2 separate regions of the Anser cygnoides genome follow, and region 1 is linked to region 2. Evidence: chromatin contacts called from public Hi-C data. All regions are on one chromosome and are shown on one strand. Each heading gives the region's core, a stretch centred on a gene start, on an enhancer-like site or on the middle of the called end of the contact. The rest is flanking DNA. Distances are from core to core; before and after follow the strand shown.

What was found. A called contact is a pair of places that touch in the nucleus more often than the background predicts.
Region 1: a contact with region 2 is called in a Hi-C map of liver, with 1.8 times the contacts expected there. The contact joins two enhancer-like sites. A contact is called at or near these places in 2 of 7 Hi-C or Micro-C datasets (both in liver).

Annotation. Positions count from the first base shown.
Region 1 is chr2:27,127,330-27,134,145 of Taihu_goose_T2T_genome, forward strand. No RefSeq gene overlaps it. Among named protein-coding and RNA genes, the nearest start is that of SEM1, 44 kb to the left of the region's middle. Within about 2 kb of position 3,407, at least 1 of the 3 cell types and tissues checked has open chromatin away from gene starts, as enhancers often do. A contact at or near this core is called in liver, where this site is marked.
Region 2 is chr2:26,982,722-26,989,962 of Taihu_goose_T2T_genome, forward strand. No RefSeq gene overlaps it. Among named protein-coding and RNA genes, the nearest start is that of SLC25A13, 7.7 kb to the left of the region's middle. Within about 2 kb of position 4,475, at least 3 of the 3 cell types and tissues checked have open chromatin away from gene starts, as enhancers often do. A contact at or near this core is called in liver, where this site is marked.

The DNA of each region.
Region 1 (6,816 bases), core at 2,157-4,656, 140 kb after region 2:
ATAGACAGAATTAGAATAAATTAAATGACAATGAGAATCATCTGTACATAAGGCACCTATTCCTTTCCTTTCAAGATATCTGAATTCATTAGCTGGTCTTCATATGGTGTGCTGTGTATAATACATTGTCTCGTATCTCCTCTGCTCTGTCAGATTAGCTTTCTTTTTTTTCTGCTTCAAAACCATAATTCAAAAATTATGATTTGCTAGTGGCTACTATTCAAAGCTTGGTTTGGTTTGCCCTTTTGATCTTTTTTTTTTTTTTACACAAAATTTTTAGGATAGGAAGATTCCCTTATATATGTTAATTTCTATTTTATATAGGGTTTGGGGGTACTGTATGTGTTGTATCGATCTTCTTTCCTGGGCATCAGTCCTGCATACGGCTGAGTGTCCAAAGCTTTCCACTGGTGTCCATATCAATGGTCCACTCTCAGCACCCAGCCACAGTGTCCTCCCCCTGCAGAATCAAGCTATATGAACTCAGGGCATATTTAAACACAGTCTAAACAGAGAGAATTACTGTGCAATTTCTTCCACCCTCACTGCACAGCAAAGCTGAAAAGTCCTGAAACTCAAACACAAGAAAAATCAACGTGGTAACTCATTTCTTCATATGTCCCCTGAGATCATCCTTCAGAGCCGGGAAAATGAAGGCAGGTTGAAAATGCTTCACTGCAGAGCAATTCTGTAATTAGATTTGTAAGGAAGTGTAAAGAAAAGATCCAACTCTGAGATAAATGCCTTTCTGTGTATTGGTTTGCCTGCCTCTGGCTAGCCTGGTAATGCACTAAAATCTGTAGAGCCAGGTCTGTACAGTTTGGTTATGCAGAAGTGAGATAAGCAACCTTGGCAACAGTAATCACGCACACAAGTTGGAAGAGAATGGAGTGAACCAGAAAGTAAGGAATAAAAACAGGTAGGCTGGAAGGAGAGAAAGAGAGAGCAGCTTCTCTGATGTGCAGTGATTTCTCCTTCTGGAATGGGGATGCATTAAGATGCATTTTCTTCACTGCTGCATTGGAAGGCTCTTCATGTGGCACATTTAGTACGAAGCCTGGCAAAGTCCTAGCTTGTATGTTTTTCACTAACATTGAAGGGGTAGGTGCATGGAGAAGTTTCCTCCCATGGCAAAGCTTATTTAAGAGGTTTCCACCACATTAATTACATGATTTGAACTAAGGAAATGTATGCCTTTTAAAATATTTTTTAAAACTGGTATCATCTCGTGTCTAGTTTTAAAATTTCCATGAAGGACTTGTCCTGCTGAACACAGACAGAAACATCCCAGAGGGTGCAGCAAGCAGGGGTGCTGCAGGTGGCTGTGATAGGGGATGTAAGAGGGACATGTCCCATGCTACCAGAGAAACCACGAGCTCTGAGTACTCCCCACAGCTCTGTAGGGATTTCCTACAGAATCTGCAGCTTGGCTGTTCAGGTGCATCCAAGGTGTTTAAGCACCAACCTTTGATGAAATACTCAAATCCTTTGTGGTCACCCCTTGGTGGAGCCCGAGGAGAACGTCCCCCTCATGACCTGTGCTCTTGGTGGCCTGGCCAGCGTGGGGACCCCAACACGGCAGAGGCCAGGTCGAGGCAGGGACACCCCAGAAGCATTGGGGGCGTGCATTTATGAGCTCCTTGGAGCTCAAAGCATTTTGCGAGGGGTGGGGAAGGCCAGCCTCCCGGCCCCAGGTTGAAAGGAGGCTGGAGGGAAGGGGTGGGAGCCGGCAGCCGGCCTGTGCCCTGGCCCCGGGCAGGAAGGTGTTGGGCTGCCGCGTTCGCCCTCCCACCTTTCAGCCACATGAAAGCCCGATTATTCACGCTTGATGTCAGCAAGGCAGGGCCCCGCTACCCGCTGCTGCTGGATCCTTGCCCCAAGGGGCCTGGTTACCTCAGCACGCACCGGCCCACGGCTCCCGGGCCCAGCCCTGGCCAACATTGCTCCCTCTTCCTGCAAGGGCTGGCAGGGGCTTTTGAAACATTGTGACATGGCCTGGGCAGGGGCAAAATAACAGGAGAAAACTTCTGCCCTCACCCCAGCAGCAGACCTAGGCGAGCTGCTGGTGGGCCAAGAAGAGAGCTTGTTGTAGCACCAAGAGCACATTTCCATTCCTGTCGGTTTCCCTGCCATTGCCCCTCACACCACTGTGGGGACACGGGCCCACATAATGGGTACATTTTAGTCTGTACTGGCACTATATCTGTTGTGTGAGAGCCCTGGGTGCTTCCACAGCACAGTCAGCCTTGCGACTAGGAAGCGCAGAGGACAAGCAGAGATGCCTGATTGCCCCAGCGAGTGGCCAGGGGCATCTGAAAATTCAAGAGGAAGGGAGAGGACTGAATTGACCCTTTTTTCCCCCTTGCCATTCAAATGCTTACAGATTTTATCAGCGTTTTTAGCTGCAGGGCAAAACGTTTCTTTATAGTTCCTTCCAAAGCTCTGCTGCCAAATGCAGGCTGCGGTCACAACAGCTGTAACCCAGCCCCGAGGCCTGCACATCCCTGGTGCAGAGCAGCTTGGGCAGGAGCACTCACAGGCGTTCGGCGGGGAGAAAGAAGGTTGAGGCATCTTCCAAGGCCTCCATGCATGCAGCATTGCACGCATTTTGCAAGGGGTTTTGGCAAAACACGGTTTTGGCAAGGCCCTGCTCGCTGGTGGCACTGCCACCATTCCCCACCTCCTGGGGACCACGGGTGGGCAGGGGGCACAGAGGAGCTGGCACTGAGCATCTCTGTCCTCTCCCAGGGCTGAATGCCAGGGCCTGGGGTCATCTCCTTGCAGGCAGAACTGAGTGTTTTTGTGGCATGTCTGGGGCCAGTTTCCAGTCCCTTTTATTTTTTTCTTCCCCAGTGGAGACTTGCTCATTTGTAATAGGAAGGTTCGTTGTTTTCCTGTCTGATATTTCTTTGATTACTTAAAAAGAAATCCCAGAGGCTTGTTTTCACAAAATAGTGATTGCATAATTGATGTGATTATGATGTATTTTGCTGTGTCACTGCTGCTCGGTTGATTATTTTGAGAAGCCCTGAGCGCTGTTAACACTGCCATGTGTTGTACGTGCGTGGCCGGGGCTTTCACCCCCTCCACATGTGTACCAGAGCATTTCAAGCACCCATTCCTTCAGTGGGGACTGTGCAAGACCTGCCTCGGTGCGAGGAAAAGCATGCCGATCCACACAGGGCTAATACTGGGGGATGAGCTGCCAAGCATTTTCTGGTTTAAATGATGCCTTGCCGATGTGAATAATCTCCCTAAAATCAGATTTATCACATGGGTGACTACACCAGTAAAATCGTGGGGCCAAATTCTAGGCCCTTCCCCTGGATAAAAATGTGTAGATAAAGTAAATTCAGGCCAGTGTGCTGGAAACAAAAAGTATAATTTTTCATTGTAACCTGAAAATTTACCGTCTAGGTGCAGGTAGGATTATTTAAGAGCTCACCCAGGAAAGTCTTGCAAGAGAGGAAAGCCTTTCCATTTTTTTTTTTTTTTTTGGCTGTAACTTGTTAATTATTTTCAGCTTGAGGCTAGAGGCCGATCCTAAGAGCCCTTTCTTTCTCCCGGTGACATTCTTTTCCATTTCTTCACACTGTATTCCCTTTTCTTTTTCTTTTTAAATCAGGGATGAAACATTGCCCTCAGTAAATCTTCTTGGCCGAATTTCCAGTTTTCTGAACCTTTGTTTTTCCCAACATGTGTGCAATTTTCACTATTTTTGTCCAGCGGTGACCTTTGGAATTCCAGCATAATTTCCCTCCCCTTCCTGGTGCCCTCACGTGACCCAGGAACACAAACATCTGAGAGACCTCTGGGCATCTTCACATCTGCTGGTATATAAGATCAGAGCCATTGTGTGATGTATTTTTAACAGCAGGTGTTGGGCTTGGAGAAGGGTGTGTTGGTTTTTGAGGGGCTGGGCAGAATCTGCACTTAATTCTTAGTTCCCAGGCTATTTAGGAACAGCTTAAAAAACACACTTAATCTGTTTGTACAAATTTAACATTGTAAAACCACAATAAGGAATTGCTAATCAAGTGCAAGCCTGGATTTAGTTTCAGATTTGCATCATTGCTTTCTTAAAAAAAAAAAAAAAGGGGCAAAAAAACACGCAAACAAACAAAAAAACAACAACAAAAAAAAGCCCAAAACATCGAACTTTAAAGCTGAGTCCAAGATTCTAGTTTACAGCTTAATTTCATGAAATGCTATTGATTGATTACTTGAAGCCTGTTAATTATTATTTAGTCATGGTTTTCAACACAAACTCCTTACAGCAGCAAAACAAACAGTAGGGCTGTTTTATCTTTTGCCAATTAACACAGTTTGAACATGACTTAAAATAGGCTGCTAGCTCAGGGTCTGATTCACAACTGCATTTCTCCCATTTGTGCTGCTGTAATTCCATTGATTTCCACCGCACTGCGAGTACCTTGGTGAAAAGAGAAACTTCTTAATGACCCCACCACCATGGGTAAAAGAGCATACAGCACACTAAAGCCTCACGTGAGGCTCTTCCATTGCCCATTAGTAGCAATTTAGCACCTAAATTAAAGAAACAGTATAAGCAGAGTGTTTTCCCCAAAATATCATTGAAATCCTATTTTCATGGAAATCTCTTTCAAATTTTTTTATCAGACAAATCTAAAATGGTGCTTAGTGTTCAGTTATCTGCCAGGTATAAATGGCATAAATGGATGATTACTTTAAATACATCTTCTCTGAGAAGGGAGTTATGGGACCTCACAAAAGCATCAAGCTGTGACTACTTTCAGGAAATCACCTGGAAATAAATAAGATGATAAAGGTTGCTTGCAAGTCCTCAGATTCTCGTTGCCTTTTTAGGCAGATAATTGAATTCGGTATGAGCTGTAATTCCTTTCTGGTATCGCTAAGGAACAAATTATTTATTATTTGGGAGAACAGACGGAGTGACCTGACAGGTCCTTTCAGTCACAGCATCCATGATTATAAAATCTCACAGCATTCATCGCATGGGTGTATCCGTACTTAAATAAAGAGACAGATTTTAGCCTTTTTGAAGTTGGTGAGTTTTTTTGTTGTTGGTTTCAACATTGTTTCGCCTGTCCACTTTCAACACTACATTTGAATTTTACCACATGGTCTTTTTATTTTTTATTTTTTTTTCTGGATGGAGTCAAAATAACTATTTCCAAGCAGTTATTTTTTAACAGCATGCCACGTGTGGGTACTTCTGAAATGCAAGGCCCTCATGGTGGATTGACTGAATCTCCTTTGGATTCATCCCGTCTCCTGAGCGCTGAATATGTATCCTCCCCTATTCCAAACTATAATACGGAGTGGCACTGCGGGGATGTTTATGGAGCTGCCATGCTAAGAGCAACCCAAGATGCCCTGCCTCCTACCAACTGCCTCCTGCAGCTGCCGAAATGCCAAATGCTCTCTCACAGTCAAGCAAACAGCAGCCAAATATGACTGCATGCACCTGTTTTCTTGGGCTGGTTGGGACCCGTATCCTCCCCTCTCCTCACCCTCTTCACCCACATCGGGCTTCTTCTTCCATCACGTGAGATATGTGTGGAATACCTGCAGCATCTGGATCCTGCTCCCTTGCATTCAGGAAAGCATAGCTTATGTTGTCAGAGAATTGGCTTCCAGATGACCAAAGCATTGTTTCTTGGGATGCCTGTACACAAAGCCTTTTTTTCACCCTCCTTTTTTTCTTCTTTCTTTTTCCTTTTTCAAAAAGTTATCCCTGTTCCATAATTGAGGAAATGCCCCTCTTGACTCTCTTGGTGTATGCTAAGGTCTCATCCTTCGGGCAATGGGAGTTCATGGTGCTGCCATACTGTTTGCAGTCCTGAGAGCTGTGCTTCCAGAATAACACAGGAAAAATAGGAAGACTTCACGGAGCAACTAGGAGAAGGGCAGGAGGAAACAAGACCTCTGAAGGAAGGGTAAAAGAACTGGGGTTTCTTAGCCTTAAAAAAAAAAAAAAAAGGATGAAAAAATGCGACTTACTATATGATAGACTGTTGCACAGATGAAAGGAAAGATTTGTCCTGCGTGTTTGTAGGGGATAAAGCAAGGCTTGAGCTTTAGTGGGAAGGACTCTTGAAGAGTAATGGTAGCAAAACAGTGGAGCAGGTTGCCTGAGAAAGAGGTTAGTTGTCCTGGATGACAGTAACAGTCCGTTCTACTTTGGGTTGGGCTATCTCCAGAGATCCCTACCAGCCACGTATCTTTTAGTGATTCTAGCAGAATATGAGTTATTCACTTCAGTGTAAGCAGAGTTAGAGTAGAGGATGTCTCTACCTCAGTAGAGGTACAACAAATGGTGGTAGAGGATGGGTTTGGGAAAGCTCCTTGCCAAGGTGCTCAGGATGAGTGGGCCCTGCAGTCTGTGCAGCCATAGCTGCCCCTCTTGTTCTTCTCTGCCCGGGGCTGAGGAGTGAATCTTGCTTGCAGTGGGTCGGGCGCCACGTCCTGTAGTGAAGTACAGCATCGGGCATTTTCCTCAAACATATCAGACACACATCAACATTTTGTGAAAGCAAAATATGTTTTTGTTTATTTTTATTATTATTATTATGGTTTGAAATGCTTTCCAAACATTTCCATTGCCAGTTGGTTGTGTTGATAGGGCTTTATGAAACCCATAGTGACTGAGCAAATCTGTTTTCTACTAAGACTTGCTCCATGACTATTCTGACTTGGAATGGTTGTTAATAAAGATTAAAATAATTATGACTTGACTTCGTGAGATCTGCTCTCATGCAGCTCGGTCCTTGCATCTTTCAAAGCACAATAAATCTAACCAGAAATCCAAAGGAG
Region 2 (7,241 bases), core at 3,225-5,724:
TCAAGGAAAAGTGAACATAAAAGCAGCACACATGAGTAGGGATTTGTTTAAAAATCCATACAAATGGTAGTATATTTTCATGTCTTTCCCATCTCAAACTATGACGCTGTCCCCCACTGAGTGCCTTCCGTCTACCAGGTGGAATTCACAAAGCTGGGGAGAGGTGGCTATGATTCTGACTTAGGCTGATGATGGCATTTACACATAGATTATTGTTAAAATGGAACATTTGAAAATGCTTTACCAATGCTATGTTTTAGAAATGCATCTGAAACAACTCAGGAGATGGAACCATCGATATTACAAATAGGGGGTTAATTTTGTTGGTGTAAATCAGCATAGCTGATAGATTTGTGCTGATTTACATGGGTAAAGCCCAGAAAATAGAGGAGGTAATATGACAAACAAAGGATGCTATATTTATTTCATAAGTGAGAAATACTTCATAACTCAGGCACACCATTGGCATGAATAAGTTATGAAAAATCTTCACAGCCAAAAGAACATAATCATCCTTCATGTATAACAGATTTGTTTATTCTGTAAAGATTCATTTCAGTTGATTAATTATCAGTATCTGCTGATGGTGGAGGTAACAAGCCATCTCTGATGAGAGAATCATTTTAGGACATGCTCAGAATATTTTATCACCTAGCACAAGTTGTATATGCCTAGAATATTTATCATACTGTGTACTAATACTACCCCATTTATAAAGCTAAGTACAGAATGTAAATTATATTATAGATACAGGAGTTACCTATGTTTTTCCTGTCTTTTTTTTTCCATAAGGAGTGTTTTTTAAAAAACAGATTAAAACACAATAACAGCATGTCAAGTGCTGAACCGTGCTGCTGCATTAAATCATTGTTATTCTGAACCAGTAAAAAAATTTGCATAAGTGCAAATGCCAGCTTCTAACAATGCCAGCAGAATTGTTTCATCTTACACCAAATCCAACCTGTACCAGCCACTGTGCATGCTCACTGGCCATTATTCACAGATGGAAGTTAACAAGAGTGAGGTTTGTCAAGGGGTAAACTAGCTTCTTTTATTTGTAATTTTAATTATTAAGTAAGGAAAGTTGCAACACCAAGTTTAAAAAAAAAAAAAAAAAAAGATTAGATTTTCTCCATTCTGAAACATTTATGAAGAGAAGAAAATTATAATAAATCTGTCAATCACTGCAAAATAGCGAGCAAATGTAGATCAGATTTTCAATGCAATATATTAATTTGCTATTTAACCTGATCAACAAAACATCTAGAATTTAAAGCATTGATATATTATCCCTAAAAAGATAGGTTGAAATCCATTAATATGTCAGTTCACCAAAGTTTTTATCATATTGAAATAGCCACACTACTTTTAACCAGACTTTACTCACAGAGGAAGCTAGGCATCACTTTATACAACATGTGTATGGCTGTGAAATATATGTTGATGTCTGCACTGTATGTACACTCTGTACATACATTGTGTGCAGGAGGACTGCTGGCTTTTTGTTAGCCAAGACTCTTCAGAAAGTAGGGGAACTTCTGCAAAGTTTTGTACAAAGCACTGAGTTTCTCTTAGCTTTAACTTACATGTCTGAACATATAAACATTTGGTCATCTTGAAATTGAGTATTTATTTTCTCTGGTTTTCCAGCCAATTTTTTTTTTTAATATTTTCCATGGAGATGCAACATTTATTAATTATAAGTACACATTTCCAGAGGACCCAGTATGAGCTAGCCTTTTTCCACAGCTCAAGAAAGGTGGTCTAGCTCAAAGTCTGTTAAAGCCAGCAGGAGCTTTTCCATTAGTTTCAATGTTTCACACGGACTCCAAGAATATCACCCACCTAGGTATTTACAACTCTCCATTATCAGTGTATCCCAGCTTTTGGTATTGGTTTCGTTAAAATGAACTGAATAAAGACAAAAGTTCAAAAGGTTCTTAATTACTTACAGAACTGGAAGCATTGATAGCAAGTGTGTTTACCTAGAGATGATGATAACTTCTAATTATTTTGAGCACTTGTTTTTTATTTGATTACCAAAGAAAAGCAGTTTATATGATCACATTGCTTTTTATGTATCTGGTCAAAAGTCAGCTTTTAGCCAGTTTCAACCAGGATTGAGAGAAAAGTAGCAGTCTCAGAGGTATTGAATTCCTCCAGATTTTGTAAAAAGCAGCAGCCTGATAAAGAATAAAGGCGTCTTATTGCTTCCACCGAAGAATAGACTACATTGTAAGTTCATCTCTTAATAGACTCCAAAGAATCCATATCCAAGAACAGACTACAAAAGTCTAACCACAGGGGAATACGTCAGTCCAGTTACTGATCTCTTAAACTTCAGAAGAATCCACAGGAAACCAGACTTTCTCAGTGGCTCTGCTTGTTTGTTTTGCTTGTTTCTTTCCTCTTTTTTAGTTTTGTTTGTTGTTGTTTTTGGTGTGATTAGAACAAGCCTTGGGGAGGTGGGAAGAAACCATCCGGATCTATGGTTTCATTCTTCAGAAGCAGGCATGAAGTTTCGGGATGAATTGTGTGATCAGTGGTGAAAAATGTGTCATGCAACTTTTGTGTTCAGTGTCCCAGAGCTTTCCCAGCTGAATGTTCACTCGCTACATACGGAAGGGAGATTTTAGGGACATTCAGTCGAGTCTGGGACAGCTGAACTGCAACATACATCTTGGTTGTGTTTAGCCACTATTTCTGCTGGAAACAAGATTTAAACAATAAATACAGAAAATCCATTGCTATGCTTACTGAAATCAATAGGTAATTTCCCACTGAGTATATGATTTATCCAGCATTGTATCTTGTGGGCAGATAGTGATGTATGAAGCAAAAAGGAATCTAGCTCATCTCCTCCACTGCTTCTACTATAGCGACAGGGCTAGTCAGACAGAAGTCAGCAAAGTGTCCTTCTACAGGGACAGAGAGGGAAACCTGCAAAAGGAAAACATAAATGAATTCATCTCTGCTGCAATGGAGAGAAAATTTCTTCACGTACCGCTTTGCTTCTTTATATTAATACAGTGACTCGAAGTGTACATCGCTGAGGTGTCCACGGTGAGGGAATCCATTAACTTGGGCTTCTGTAGGGGCATTGGAGAAGCAATCATAAAATGCACCCGAGTCCTGCTTACTTAACTCTGCTGGTATTTCCCTGTCAGCGCAGAGTACATGAAATCACCACGAGGGTCATTCCTAGATTCAGCCAGTTAATGCAAATAGGTGGAGTATATTGATTGAGGGAACACACACAACTTTTGTTTGGAAGCAACACCTTTCTTGATTCCTGGGCCACAACTCAGAAGCTGAAGTGATAGCCACAAGCAAAGAGCTACAAGCTGGCTGTTCTTCCATAAGGGGCTGGCATTTCCTTTGGCCGTGCACCCACTCACTTCCATTTTTGACTTTGAGACTGGACTTGATGAGGTCCCCGCAGAAGCTGAACCTGAGGAACATTTGGAACTCAAGAAAATATTGCTGTCTGCTCAATAGGATGGCCTGTGGCAGGAATTCCAGCTTTAAGGAACTCCTGAAGGAGCATGCTAGTATTGCTATATTGTTCAGAAACTCATACAGCATAGCACTTAGCAGCTGGAAGTCTCATAGTTGCATCTTTGAGACTCCTTAGCTTTGGGAAGTTGCAAAATGACACTTCGTATGCAACACTTATCTCCTGAAGGAGTTCCTGGTTATATAGTGGGGATTAAGTCCTTTGTTTACTTGTCCTTAAAACTAAGCAAGCTGACAGCCTTTTCTCTATTCCTTTGTTGTACTGGATATGAAGTATAAGACTTATACCCTGCCAAAGCTGGGCGTGGGCAGAAATAGCCCTCAGTTCCAGGGCACGCTCTCCTCTTTGCTCTGAAGGGCCTGAGTCTGCCGACCTGCGGGGCCTGTTGCAGAGCCCATCGTCTGGTGCGTTTTGGACAAGAACCGAGAGAATGAGTTCAGATCAGAGATTGTGGGATTGTCTGTCTGATTTTGCACTGGTGCATTTTAAGTTAAGCTGTAGGCATTAGAGATGAGTTTTAATAGTTTAGCTAATAAAATCTTATGAAAGTCTTGTTAGTCCAAGTCAGAGAATTCTCTGCAGTGGGAAAAAATATATTCTATGAGTGGTTATGTAGGAGCAGCTAAGCCTGGACCACTCTATATTTCAGGGATATACCACTCTAAGATCCTACTCTAACATAACACAGGTACCACTGAGACACCACTCTATATTTCAGGGAGAAATGTTAGGTACTTAGGTCAAGTATCACAACAGCTGAACTTTCAGTTTCCCTTCGGGCTGTTCATCTATAGTCTCCTTACTAAAATGAAAGATACTTACCTCAGTGCCACTGACATTGAAATGCTTATGTGAATCATTAACATGAACCATTTATTCTGACCACAGCTACATGGTCTAAAGTTGATATTTGGAGTCTGTTAATCATTACCTGTCAGCTACTTGCTATGTATCAGAAGGTGATCCCAAGCTCTCTTGCCAGCTCTGCATAGCTCGGTGCCTCTGGCAGTCTTTACATAACCGACCTGCGTCTAGCTTCTGTTAAAGTGTCCAAAATGCCTCGTCAGGTCTTTTTCATTACCCCTCTAGTGCTGCCTAAAGAGAGATGCTAAATTCTCTGGATCAGATGCATGAAAAGATGGTGAAATGATAGGGAACATGACCACAAAACTGTGGTGTTTTTTATTATTATTATTATTATTTTATTTTCTTAAATAGATTATGGTGGCACAAGAGCCCCGCAGAAGCCTTCCTATACAGGCACTCAGAGCAACGTCACTGCTCATGTCCTCACCTGACCCATTCCTGTAAGAGCTGAGGAGCCTAGTTCATAGCTCAGCCAAGGTTTTAAGGACATAAATTGGCATTCCTTTGCCTCAAAGGCCTTGATCCGAGAAGTTCGTAGGACACTGAACAGATTCTCAGTGTGGCTTGCAGCAGGGTACCTGACAGCCAGTGGAATTTTCAGAAATACCTACAGAAGGGAATGATGGTGCTCTCCAGTTGCTTGGTGGCTACCGAGTGTAATTATTTCTGTCACATTTTGCTGTTGTGCAGAAAATAAAATTTGGGATCATTGGACACATTAAAATATTCCAGTTTTTGTAGTTATGGTAGTCCAATGCTTGTATTTTTAGGTCTTTGGTTTTTTTTTTGCCCCAGTCATACACAGATCCACACTGGCCTTTCATCTACTACCTCCTGATCATGTACTGTCCTAGTCTCATCATCCAGTCTACCTCCTTTTTATGGCTTGGTCTTTCCCTAGCAGATGTTCTATGGCCTCAGCTACTCATGAAACCCCTGCTCAAGCTGATGAACCCCTTCTCAGCATTTCTCTCCTTGCTCCTCATTGCATTCTCTCTGCCATTGAGCACCTTCCTTGCTCTAACTCATTTCTAATCCTCATATTTGCAACCTCATCCCTCCTCAGTTCTATTTTCCTTCTTATCCTAGTTCTTGAACTCATTTGACAATTCCTTTACATTTTTTCAATGGCTCCTATTCCTCAGACTCAGTTTTCTTACTGCATACTCTGCTAGTGTTTCACAACACAACAGTTCTTACTTGTTTCTCCTGTGCCCTAATCGAGCCATTTTGTCCTCTTTTGTGCACTGGAAGCAGAATAGAAACTCCCTAATTTTAGTTTGGATCTTAAGTGCTATGTAAGCCAACAGTAGCAAAGAATAGTCATTCCATGGGAGTGCAGACAGCCTGCAGCCCTCAGCCGCTGGCTCCATTTAGAGCAAGTATTTGAAGAATTTAGGTACCAACCCTGAGCAAAACATTACTAAGAATTTTCAGATTTCACATTTTCCAAAGTTTTCATATTTTGCAGTTTATTTCAGTGGCATGAGATAATGAAAAGCACAGAAAAGCACATCCCTGAATGATACAAGCATTAGCAGTCTATTAGTTTTTGTCCATCTGCTCCAAAGTATGGTGGATGCCACAGCTAACTTTCTGAAAACTTTCTAGCATTGAAAACAACATTCTTATTTTCTTATTCTCCCAAATGACTGGGTAATTTTTGCTAAAACTTTCATTAAAATTTCAGCATGATTTAACCAGCTAGCATGGAAGATGCTTGACCAGGGTGATGGGTTAATATATAAGCAATTGAAAATAAGATTTTATAATTGAAAATGCCAGAAAAATAAAACTTTATCTTGCATTTTATGATGAATAAGTTATTTGTATAATCCCCATTTTTTTCTTGATGGATGTTTAATTGCATTCTTTTCTGATGTATAAAATGTAAATAAGTACAACTAGAAACAATGCAACAACAGAAAAATAAATAATTGCTTGTTGTATCTACATGTTAGATGGAAGATCCCACCTGCTTGGAAGAAATAGAGAAGTTACAAAAAACAGCTCAGAGAAAAAACAGTATTTTTGTCCAAATTAAAATGCTTCATATGCTCACTCTTCTAGAAGGGTAAAAGACTCCACAAAATGGGCTGTATAGACAGTCTTGACATTGCTTGAAACAATCATTGATAAGACACAGTAAAGCCTCACACAGAGGTATATTGGTCCATAGAGAATGACAGAAATTAGAACAGATAGAAGTATTTACTTTGGCAAGGTAGGACCAAAGTTCCTGAAGCAAAATTGTTTTTGACACAGTTGTGGAAGTCATTGTATGACATTAAAAAGCATTCCAACTAGAAATGGGATTTGTGCAGTACATCATTGATTTCTTCATTGTCTTTTGCTTCAGAGGGCATCCTGTATTGTTGTTGTAACTGTTCTTTAATTTAGAATTAATTGCAGATACACGGTGCAAATGGGCTGCAAATTTATATTTGCAAATGCAAAAGAAATATGAATACCACACTGCTGGGAAAAATAAAAACTTTGTTTGGGTACAACTTTTGATGCAGAAGTTCCAGTCCCAGATTGAACAACAAAATCTAATAGACCACAGGTCTTATTTCAACATTCATGGCTGAAATAGCATTGATCTATAGAGGTACACTGTTTCTTAATTTTTAATTTTTTTTATTTTTTTTCAGGGAATTTGATCTGTGCCATTCATGATGAGCAGTACCCTAACGGATTAATGGGCAGTAATGATGCTGCTCCTGAATTTGGAAGTCAGTATTAATGGGGATCACAGATCCCACCTTTAGGTTACTTACTGAGTAAGTCAAGAAAATAGATTTCATGGCAATATGCACCACTGATTTTTAGTGGGAACTGAAGTTTTCATGTGCTG